2 separate regions of the Mus musculus genome follow, and region 1 is linked to region 2. Evidence: chromatin contacts called from public HiChIP or PLAC-seq data. All regions are on one chromosome and are shown on one strand. The core of a region is the stretch at or near the end of the contact, and the rest is flanking DNA. Distances in the headings are between cores, read along the strand shown. Region 1 overlaps Bach1 (BTB and CNC homology 1, basic leucine zipper transcription factor 1). Region 2 overlaps Ltn1 (listerin E3 ubiquitin protein ligase 1).

Region 1 (4,468 bases), core at 83-2,582, 330 kb before region 2:
CCTTACACTCCATCTCCTTCCAGAAAAGGCAGCCTCCTCTGTCTTACGCTGTAAAATTGCTACAAAGCAAAGACAGTGGTGAAGAACGGGTCGTGGAAAAATAGGTCCTGATACAGGGATGGCAGGAAGCAGCGCCGATGCGATGAAAACCAGCATCGAGTTTTCAGGAAGATTAAAGTGCGTGCCACGTACGTAGCAAGGACTCCTACCCCCAGGTACCTCTGAGGTTTGAATTCAGACCTCAAAGTGGTGTTTGCCTTTCTACACGCACTGCGGCGCTCACATCCACAGCAGCCCAGGCAGAGACAGCCTGAGCCTGGCACGGCTGAGAGCGTGAAGGAGAGGTGGCGCATGCGCACTCTGTGGAACTCAGGTCAGCCTTACGGAAAAGGAAAGCTGCGGTCTGAAGAGCATTCCACCGGGCCAAAAAAATCAACCAAATTCCACGGGGTGAACCCTACATTATCTTACCCATTACAGGTGATAACTAAAACGGTCAAACCAACAGCGACAGAAGAGGGAGGTGGGGTGGGGCACGGGTGTTCTTAGAGTTTGAATTACAAAAGCAAGTTATAGAGATGCACCACGCGAATACAACGCCACTAATACAGTGCACTTAGGACACTAAAAAAAAAAAAAAAAAAAAAAAAAAAAAGGCAAGTAAAACACACATAAAAAGGACAAAGAGTATGGCTGAAAATTAGAGAAGCAAAGTGAGAATGGCCACTGTAAAAAGAAAACTGACTTGAAAACGAAAGAATCCTTATTTCTAAGACACGGATCCCTACTCTCTACTGAATCATCTTACAGGAAGCAAGCATTTGTACAAACCTCTACACACTGAATGCACAGAGCAAGCTTGCTGTGGTTAATATAAGTCAGTAGCCACAAGTAACTCATGCTAAATTATTAAGATATCTATTAAACAAATACTTAAAATGGCTAAAGAAAACCAAAACAATAAATAAAATCAATAGCTTTGAAAATTAATTCTGAGAAAGCTTTCCTGCACACCACAATCATGCAGCTATTCACAGCCAGCCACGGCTCACATATCAGACTGGGCTCAGGTTTGATAACCTGGGGGCTACAGGCACTACAGACTAAATGACAGTCTCCTTTAAAAGTTACCATTAACCACAGATGAAAAGCTTGCTGTCCCTTCTCCCTACTGGAACATGTGATTACAAGTTACTCAAGCCTATGTTGTGTTCTCCCCCATGATTAATACACACAGCAATGTGTGATGCATGCACACACTCCATCTCACCCAGCCGGAGCTTATCACATGGTCTCTCCCTTCCTCCCTCGCTCCCCCAACCCCCTGCATCTCCCATGAACGGGCTGTGTGAACAGTGAGCGCACACGTCCACTTACCTCACAGTCCTGCTCCCTGGCAGAACAGGACTCGCTGTCACCTTCCGTGTCCGTCTCAGAGTCATCTCCCAGGCTAATCACACAAGCATACGGGCAAGGCTCCTGCTGAGGCTCCGAGACATAATCGTAGTTTCCAATTTCCAAGTTGCTTGAGCAGCCTTCGGAACTCAGAGTACTGATAAAAGGGCAGTTGACGGAACTGAGAGTTGTGAAAGTCCGCTGGCCTGGCTCGGGGCTCTCACTGATCCTGATACCCAACCAGGGACACTCAGATCGCCTTTGCGAGTAGCCCTGTTCTGGGCCGTCTTTGGCCACAGTGGGCGACAACTGCATTTGGCAAGGCGAGTCCGTGCTGCAAATGTCACTCCAGAAGCCTTTGGCCAGGTGCTCTGCCACCTCTCGCTCCACACTACTCCGATCCTCAGATGCAAGGCTGCTGCTGTCTTCTTTAGGGCCCATGCTAGACTTCAGATATAAATCCTGATTTTCCGATGGCTTCTCGTCCTGGGCATCTGGCCTCGACAGAGGCTTTTCTGTCTTCACGGTTTTACTCTGCACCCCAGCAAAGGCCACGTCACCTGACTGCTCATATGTGTGTAAGGCTGACAAGGAGTAGAGCCCGTGAGGTCCTGCAGAATCCTGAGGCAAGGGTGTCCCTTGGGGCTGCTCTGCAGGGCACTGAGGGGAGGGATCCTGGCCCTCTGTGTCTTCACTCTCCATGGCTGCCTTCATTCCTTCACATTTTAAAATCACGTGTAAATCTGCACAGCCCTGCGCTCCCCCAAAACACTCAAGTTCAGAGGTCTCATTTGGCTGGACAGAGGCAGTGTGGACATCTCTGACACCGGATTCTAGAGTTCGGATCTTGTCAGTTCCAAACGCTTTCTGGAACTTTCTGTATTTGGGGCATAGAGATGGCAATGCCAGGGCTCCATCCTTGTCCGTGCACAGGGACTGGCACGCCTGACTGACACTGTCCTGGAGAGGGGGGGATGCTTTTACACTGCCCTGACACCTGCGGGAGTCACACTGAGGCGTCTGAACACGTTTCTTTTCCAAGAATTCATCTGCTTCATCGATTTCGAGATCTTTCTGTTCTGAAAATGAAAATTTAAAATCTGCTTTCTGACAGTGTGAGGAGAAGCATTTTTTTCTTGCGCATTCCTGCTGCTCTGAAGTGGAGTCCAAAAACTTAAACTTGAGAAACTGGAAGCAGGATTCCTCGATATTGTGTACGCTTAGAAACTCCACACACCTGCACACTTCGTCAACATTGTCTTTACTTAAAATGAGTTTGGCAGTGTAGGCAAACTGAATTAAAGGTTCAAATCCTTTAACCGTTACCTGTTAATACACAAGATAAAAATCAACACACGGCTCAGCAGCTGTCTGGTCGGGGAGACAGAAGAGCAACAAGGAAAGGGCAAACTGATCTGAGATCACCAAACGATAGGCACTTTAATTCTGTTAGAAGAGATAGCCCTCTAGGACATCGAACGACCTTTTCACAGGGGTCACATATCAGATATCCTGCCTATCAGACACTTACAATTCATAAAAGTAGCAAGATTACATACAGTTATGAAGTAGCAACAAAAACAGTTTCATGGTTGGGGTCACCACAGCGGGAGGAACTGTATTAAAGGGTCACAGCATCAGGAAGGCTGAGAGCCGCTCACTGCTCTAGGAAATGCAAAACTAAGGGGCACCAGGTTAAGCAGAGTACAAGCCCTACTCAACAGGACTAAGCCTCCAACCTTGTAATATTCCATCCATACATGTTACTCCTTAAGACACTACCATGATTCCTCCGTGTCGAAACAATTCATCTTGTGAACAAGAATGAACTGTAGAGGAGAACTTTTAAGAATTAAAAGAGCTGCTGGAGAGACAGCTCAGAGATCACAGGCACTAGCAGCTCTTAACGTCTGAGTTTGATTCCAGCCCCCACATAGAAAGACTCACTAGGGCTCTAACTCCTCCTCTGGGAGACTGGCTGCCTGCGCTGGCACCTGCATGCCCATCATACAGACAGACACACGTATGCACATAAACATATAGCTAAAAAAATAATAAAAATAAAACAAATCTTTAAAAAAAAAAGGAAGTACTGTCTTATGCCAAATATATCCAATAGTAACTTTTTTAATGATCCAGAGTGCTAAGGTTCTAGAACTCCCTCTCCAGGCCCCGAGCAGCAGAACCCTTGCTATGCAGATATCTGTGCCTTTATACTGAGTCGGCATGTACCAAGCTGGGGTGGAAAGAGCCTGAAAACAACAGAAACACTCACCCTCACAGTTAAATATGTAAATTACTCTAGAACTTTTTTGAGTTACTATCAAACTGCCCCAAAATACTAAGACTTGCTAAAACATGCTAACCTTACAGCATTTAGCTAGGAACAGCTACAATAAAACACATACCACCAAATTCTTTAAGAAGAAAAAAATGGATCATCCCCAATGCTCGTGGGAATGTCCAATGGACACCCATTTCAGTCATTTGATCATTTCTTATGAATCTAAATATGCAACCTCCTTATATGACCAGAAATTCACTTCTAGTTCTTTAGCCCTAATAAATGAGACCTTGACCAAAAAAAATCCTATACCAACTTTTATCTGTAGCAGATAAAAACTGAAACTAAGTTCCTTCAATGTGTAAAAGGGTCTAAAAAGAGGAATTAAGACATAACTAGTGTACTATACTTATCAGCAACACAGAATGAGCTGTTGACACATGAAACTTGGATAATATCAAGGGAAGGACCCTAAGTGAGGACAGGCAAGCCAAGAGGGGCACATAACACTGCACAGTCCCACCTACACACCCGCTGGGAAAGGGTCAAACTTCACAAGAGGAGGACAGATCCGTGCCTGCCAGCATCTAAAGCCAGAAGGGGGAAAGGAATCCCGGGCCAGGCGTGGGGAGGAATTAGTGTAAGGAGTACACACCCACTTGGGTGCTCAACTACTCTAGATCCTAACTGGCTGTCCCAGAGCTCACTCTACAGAACCTAATGAATGCAGGACAGACACAGGACAGACGTCTGACTGCCAGGCATGTACTGTGTCCACAGCAACATTCC
Region 2 (4,677 bases), core at 1,963-4,462:
AGTAGACAGTTGGCTATAAATGTGTTAAAAGTGATGTTTCGCTTTTCAGACTGATGCCTGAATTGCCACAGCATGATCAGGACAATCTGAGGTCGTATGGAGATGAAGAGGAAGAACCAGCCTTGTAAGGGTTTTGAGTGTGTGTTTGCTTGTGTGAGTGCAGGTTACAGGACCACCTTGGGGTGTTGGTCCCCGCTTTCCACCTTGTCTGTGATGGTCTCTTGTTTGCTGCTACAGTTTGCCCTGCTAGGTGACCCCACCAGCCATGGGGACTCTCCTGTCTCTACCTCTTGCTTTATGGGGCTGGGGTCAGAGGTGTGCTCCCACATCCAGCTTTACCCTCTGGGGATCCAAGTCAGGTCCTTACATGTGTACAGAAGGTACCTTATACACTCAGGCACCCCAGTGCCACTTCCCTTATGACTCTGTCTGCTGTATTCTTGTAATTTGCATCCTGACTTTAGGAAACTGAAATGCAGAAAATCTCTGACTTCAGAGTTGTACTCATTCTGCATTCATACCCGTTGGAAGTTCCAAAAGGCAAACGAAATGCAAAGCTTATGTAAAGTGGTGGCGCATGCTTATATGATTTGCTTAAGGAGGCAGAGGCAGGAGGATCACAAGTTCGAGGCCAGCCTGGTCTACAAAGTGAGTTCCAGGACAGACAGGGCTATACAGAGAAACCCTGTCTCGAAAAACCAAAAAAAAAAAAAAAAAAAAAAAGATTTTCTTTTGATATTTTATTACTTTAGGTGTGTGGGTGTTTTGTCTGTATTTATAATGGTGTACCACATGTGTGCCTGATGCCCACAGAGTCCAAAGGAGTGTATCACATCCCCTGAACTGGAGTTAGAGATGCTTATGAGATGCCATGTGGGCGCTGGGAATCGAGCTTCAGTGCTCATAACTGCTGAGCGAGCCCCCCATCCCCATATTTCCTCTCTTAATCACTCCTGAATCATATTCAATATGCTGCTGTTCATTAAACCTCTTTGTCTACGTGGTAGCTGTGGAAATAATGTAGCAGTTCAGATGTCTGTTAATGGCTGCTTTGTACACAGCATGTCCGTACTGAGGGCACAAGTATAAGCCAGACACTTTTCTTAAGGAGCTCGCACTCTAACGGCTGCTGCTGCTGCTGCTCTGGAGTGAAGTGTACAATGTGTGACAGGGGCAAAACAAAGGATAGATAGTGTATTAACATTGCAGGAGAAACCCTGGGCACAGACACTGGGGTGTGACCATTGAGGATATACATGGAAAAGGTGGGCTCAGTGCTTGTCACTCATTATTTTAGTTGGATGTCTGGCAAGCTCTGAGAGAAAGGATTTCTGTCCCCTATTGCACTTTGCACAGCATCCAGAGTGCTCGGGACTCTGCAAGTCCACAGGGAGTTCTCATGTTCAGTGAGTGTCTAAACGAACTATTGTGTGCAGAGTAGGGGAGGCTGTGCTGGAAGGTGAAGCTACAACAGTAGTTAAGTAGGATAAGAGATGGCCGGAACAATGGGACTCTTGGGCTAGGGAACTGGATCCATAGGTAAGAGCCCCTGCCATGAGGCATGAGCCCCTCGGTTGGAATCCCCAGTACTTACATAAAAGCCGTGTATGGCCAGATGTGCCTGCTACCCTGGATTGGGGGAAAGGGGGGTCGGAGACAGCCAGGTCCCCTGAGCTTGCTTCCATGAGAGTAGCCTAAACAGTGAGTGTTGAGTGAGAAGGCTTTGTCTGAAGGAAATAAGCTGGAAAGTGGTAAAGGAAGAAACCCAGTGCCCTATCCTGGCCCCCACATGCGTGTGCATCTGGGCAAGCAAATCCATGCATGTGTGCAGCCCGTGAAGATGGAGTCACTGAGGACGTAGGACAGCATTTGCTAGGACCTGGTGTGCCACCAGCTGATAGTGCTCTGAGGTGAAGCATAAGTGGCAGAGAAGAGCAAGCTGAGGTGGAGTCATTCCAGAAGTGAGATGACGGTATTGGATGGCCGTATGCAAAGCGATTTCAGATGATGTTTGTAAGACAATAGCGAAGGTCAGACTAGAAGGCGCGGCCATGGGATGGCAGAAGCTTGGAGAAAGCCAGCAGAGAAAGTAGCACGAAAGGAAAAGCAAGAACCAGGTTAGAGTGCTGAGTGGTTCTGAAAGGCCAACGAGAACTTCACTTTCTGAGACCCCCAGTCCACATGCAAGTGGCCCTGAGTTACCGGGAGTGTCAGCGTTGCAGCGTACAGACGCTTTGGCTACGAGTTTAACCTTCCGATGAACTGTGATCTATTTGATATGTTGTAACTGTAAAGTAAGACAGCAGGGTGGACAGTAAGGTGAGGCTCGGTGCCTCCTCCTCCTCGGTTGGTGCAGGGCTACTAAGGGTTCCTTAGCCTTCCCCAACCTGCCTTGACAGAAATCACTTATCTCTTAATTATAACGGAAAGTTGGGATTGCTGTTTTCTACAGCCGTATTTGGATGTTGACATGTAGCATCTTTTTACAGTATGGAGTTTTGGTTTTTGGAAAATAGGGAAGATGTTTGTTCGAGACAGGTGAATGGTCCTGTGTGACGTTGTTTCCCAGGTCGCCGCCGGCCGCGCTGATGTCTCTCCTCAGCTCTCAGGAGGAGCTGCTGGAGAATGTCCTGGGCTGTGTCCCTGTGGGCCAGATCGTGACCGTTAAGCCACTGAGCGAGGACTTCTGCTATGTCCTGGGATACCTCCTCACTTGGAAGTTAATACTGACTTTCTTCAAAGCTGCATCGTCTCAGGTAAATAAGTTCTGGGCTGTTGGAGGGTGGGGTGCTGTTGCATTGCAGTGTTTCTCAAAGCACCTTCCTTCCTGTCTGAGCGGGGATGCTCTGCATCCAATCTCAGCCTGGCCAGCCAGGCTCACACGCCTGCTGTCAACACCATGTACTCTGTCAGATGCGTGCTTCTGTCCCCAGGAGTGACCGTGTAAATGTGTCTGGTAATTGTTTTTCTCTGTATGGCTTAGCTTTGTTCTGATGGTGACTTTAGATAATTAGGTGCTGCTGTTTTGGGAGCCACCGTCTTGCTGCACAGATGCAGTTGTTATGTCACGGAAAACCCGAGATCTGAAGACAGTCTTTGAAAGGCTACCAAGTGTCCTAAGCAGTATTTCCCCCATCATGACACTAGTCCAGCCAGGTAGCCTTTGTAATAGCTACCCTAATCTAATAGATTGTGCAGTTGCTGCATCGACCACTAGATGTCTCTGTTATTTCACATGTCGGAAGAACCGGCTCAGCCTCTCTGCCCTCCTCCCCGCTCTGCTCCCACACTCTTCTCTCATTTGTCAGACAGAACCTAGCTATGTGATCCAGCCCCGCGTGCACTCAAGTCTGCTGCCTCGGCCTCCCCACTCCTAGCAGTGTAGGTGTGTGCCATCATGCACCGTTCTAGCTTTTGCTTCTTGAGAAATACACTTCATCTAAAAATAAACAGCAACAACAAAACCCTTTGTGTCAATTTTAAGATATGACCTTGCTCTCATGTTGGTCTCATGTTTGTTTCAAGACACATGCATCCCCCTGCCTCAGCCTCACGAGTGCTGGGAATACAAGTGTACACTTTCCCCATGTCAGACTTTGGTTTAATCAGCCTTGGCAAGTTTCTTCTCACATCAATACAGAAGTATTTAGCAGAGAATGTCCTGCTTCAAATGTACTTTCCAATCAATTTTTCAGAATTTTTTTTAAAAGATTTATTTATTTATTATATGTAAATGCATTGTAGCTGTCCTCAGATACTCCAGAAGAGGGCATCAGATTTCGTTACAGATGGTTGTGAGCCACCATGTGGTTGCTGGGATTTGAACTCGGGACTTTCGGAAGAGCAGTCTTAACCACTGAGCCATCTCGCCAGCCCCAATTTTTCAGAATTCTTAAACTATACTTTATGTTGTTGCTTATACCCATGCCTTAGTACAAACATATTAGTTTGTAAATTCTTGCCACCATGCCTGGCCAAGTTTGTACAGTCTTATATTTGTGTAGTTTAGGGGAGGATCATACTAGGGGCAACATTGATCCAATTGCCAAACAGAATATTTTATTCCTTGTCAAGCCTGTTCTTAAGTTTAGTACTTATGCTACTATTATTTGCTGATGTATTTTAAGAGTCTTTTTTTTTTTTTTTTTGAGACAGGGTTTCTCTGTGTAGCCCTGGCTGTCTTGGAACTCACTTTGTAGACCAGGCTGGCCTCAAACTCAGAAATCCGCCTGCCTCTGCCTCCCAAGTGCTGGGATTAAAGGTGTGTGCCACCACGCCCGGCGTATTTTAAGGGTCTTTTTTGGAGCTTTTAGATTTGTTCCTAAAATATTATTGATGTCCAAAAATTAACATCAAATTCAGACTTTGGTATGTATGAAATTTGTCATCTTAAAAGTGACCATATTCCTTATATCAGGAAAATGGACATTCACTGTGGTTTTGTGTCTCAGCATAGGCAGGGACCGCTCTTGCTTCTCACTTGCTCTTCCCTTCCTGCTCCTACTCTCTCCCCATCCCCCCCACAACGTGCTCATGGCTGGCCTCTACCTACCCCCCACCCCCCCATCCCCCACCCCGGCCTTTCTCTGACTCTGCTAGCCTCTCAACTCCTCCCCATGCCCTGAATAAACTCTATTCTATTCTTTAAAAAAAAAAAAAAAAAAAAAAAAAGATAGG

What was found. HiChIP or PLAC-seq counts read pairs in DNA pulled down with a chosen protein or histone mark.
Region 1: a contact with region 2 is called in an H3K27ac HiChIP or PLAC-seq map of epiblast stem cells, with 2.4 times the contacts expected there. The contact joins two enhancer-like sites.

What each region holds. Positions count from the first base shown.
Region 1 is chr16:87,717,060-87,721,527 of GRCm38.p6, reverse strand. Bach1 (BTB and CNC homology 1, basic leucine zipper transcription factor 1) reads right to left here. Exons shown (of 5, transcript NM_007520.2): 3 at 1,378-2,721. Among named protein-coding and RNA genes, the nearest start is that of Gm32925, 19 kb to the left of the region's middle. Within about 2 kb of position 1,332, at least 19 of the 459 cell types and tissues checked have an H3K27ac peak or open chromatin away from gene starts, as enhancers often do. A contact at or near this core is called in epiblast stem cells, where this site is marked.
Region 2 is chr16:87,392,601-87,397,277 of GRCm38.p6, reverse strand. It overlaps Ltn1 (listerin E3 ubiquitin protein ligase 1), which reads left to right. Exons shown (of 30, transcript NM_001081068.1): 24 at 50-124; 25 at 2,570-2,756. Among named protein-coding and RNA genes, the nearest start is that of Gm25896, 24 kb to the left of the region's middle. Within about 2 kb of position 3,212, at least 31 of the 459 cell types and tissues checked have an H3K27ac peak or open chromatin away from gene starts, as enhancers often do. A contact at or near this core is called in epiblast stem cells, where this site is marked.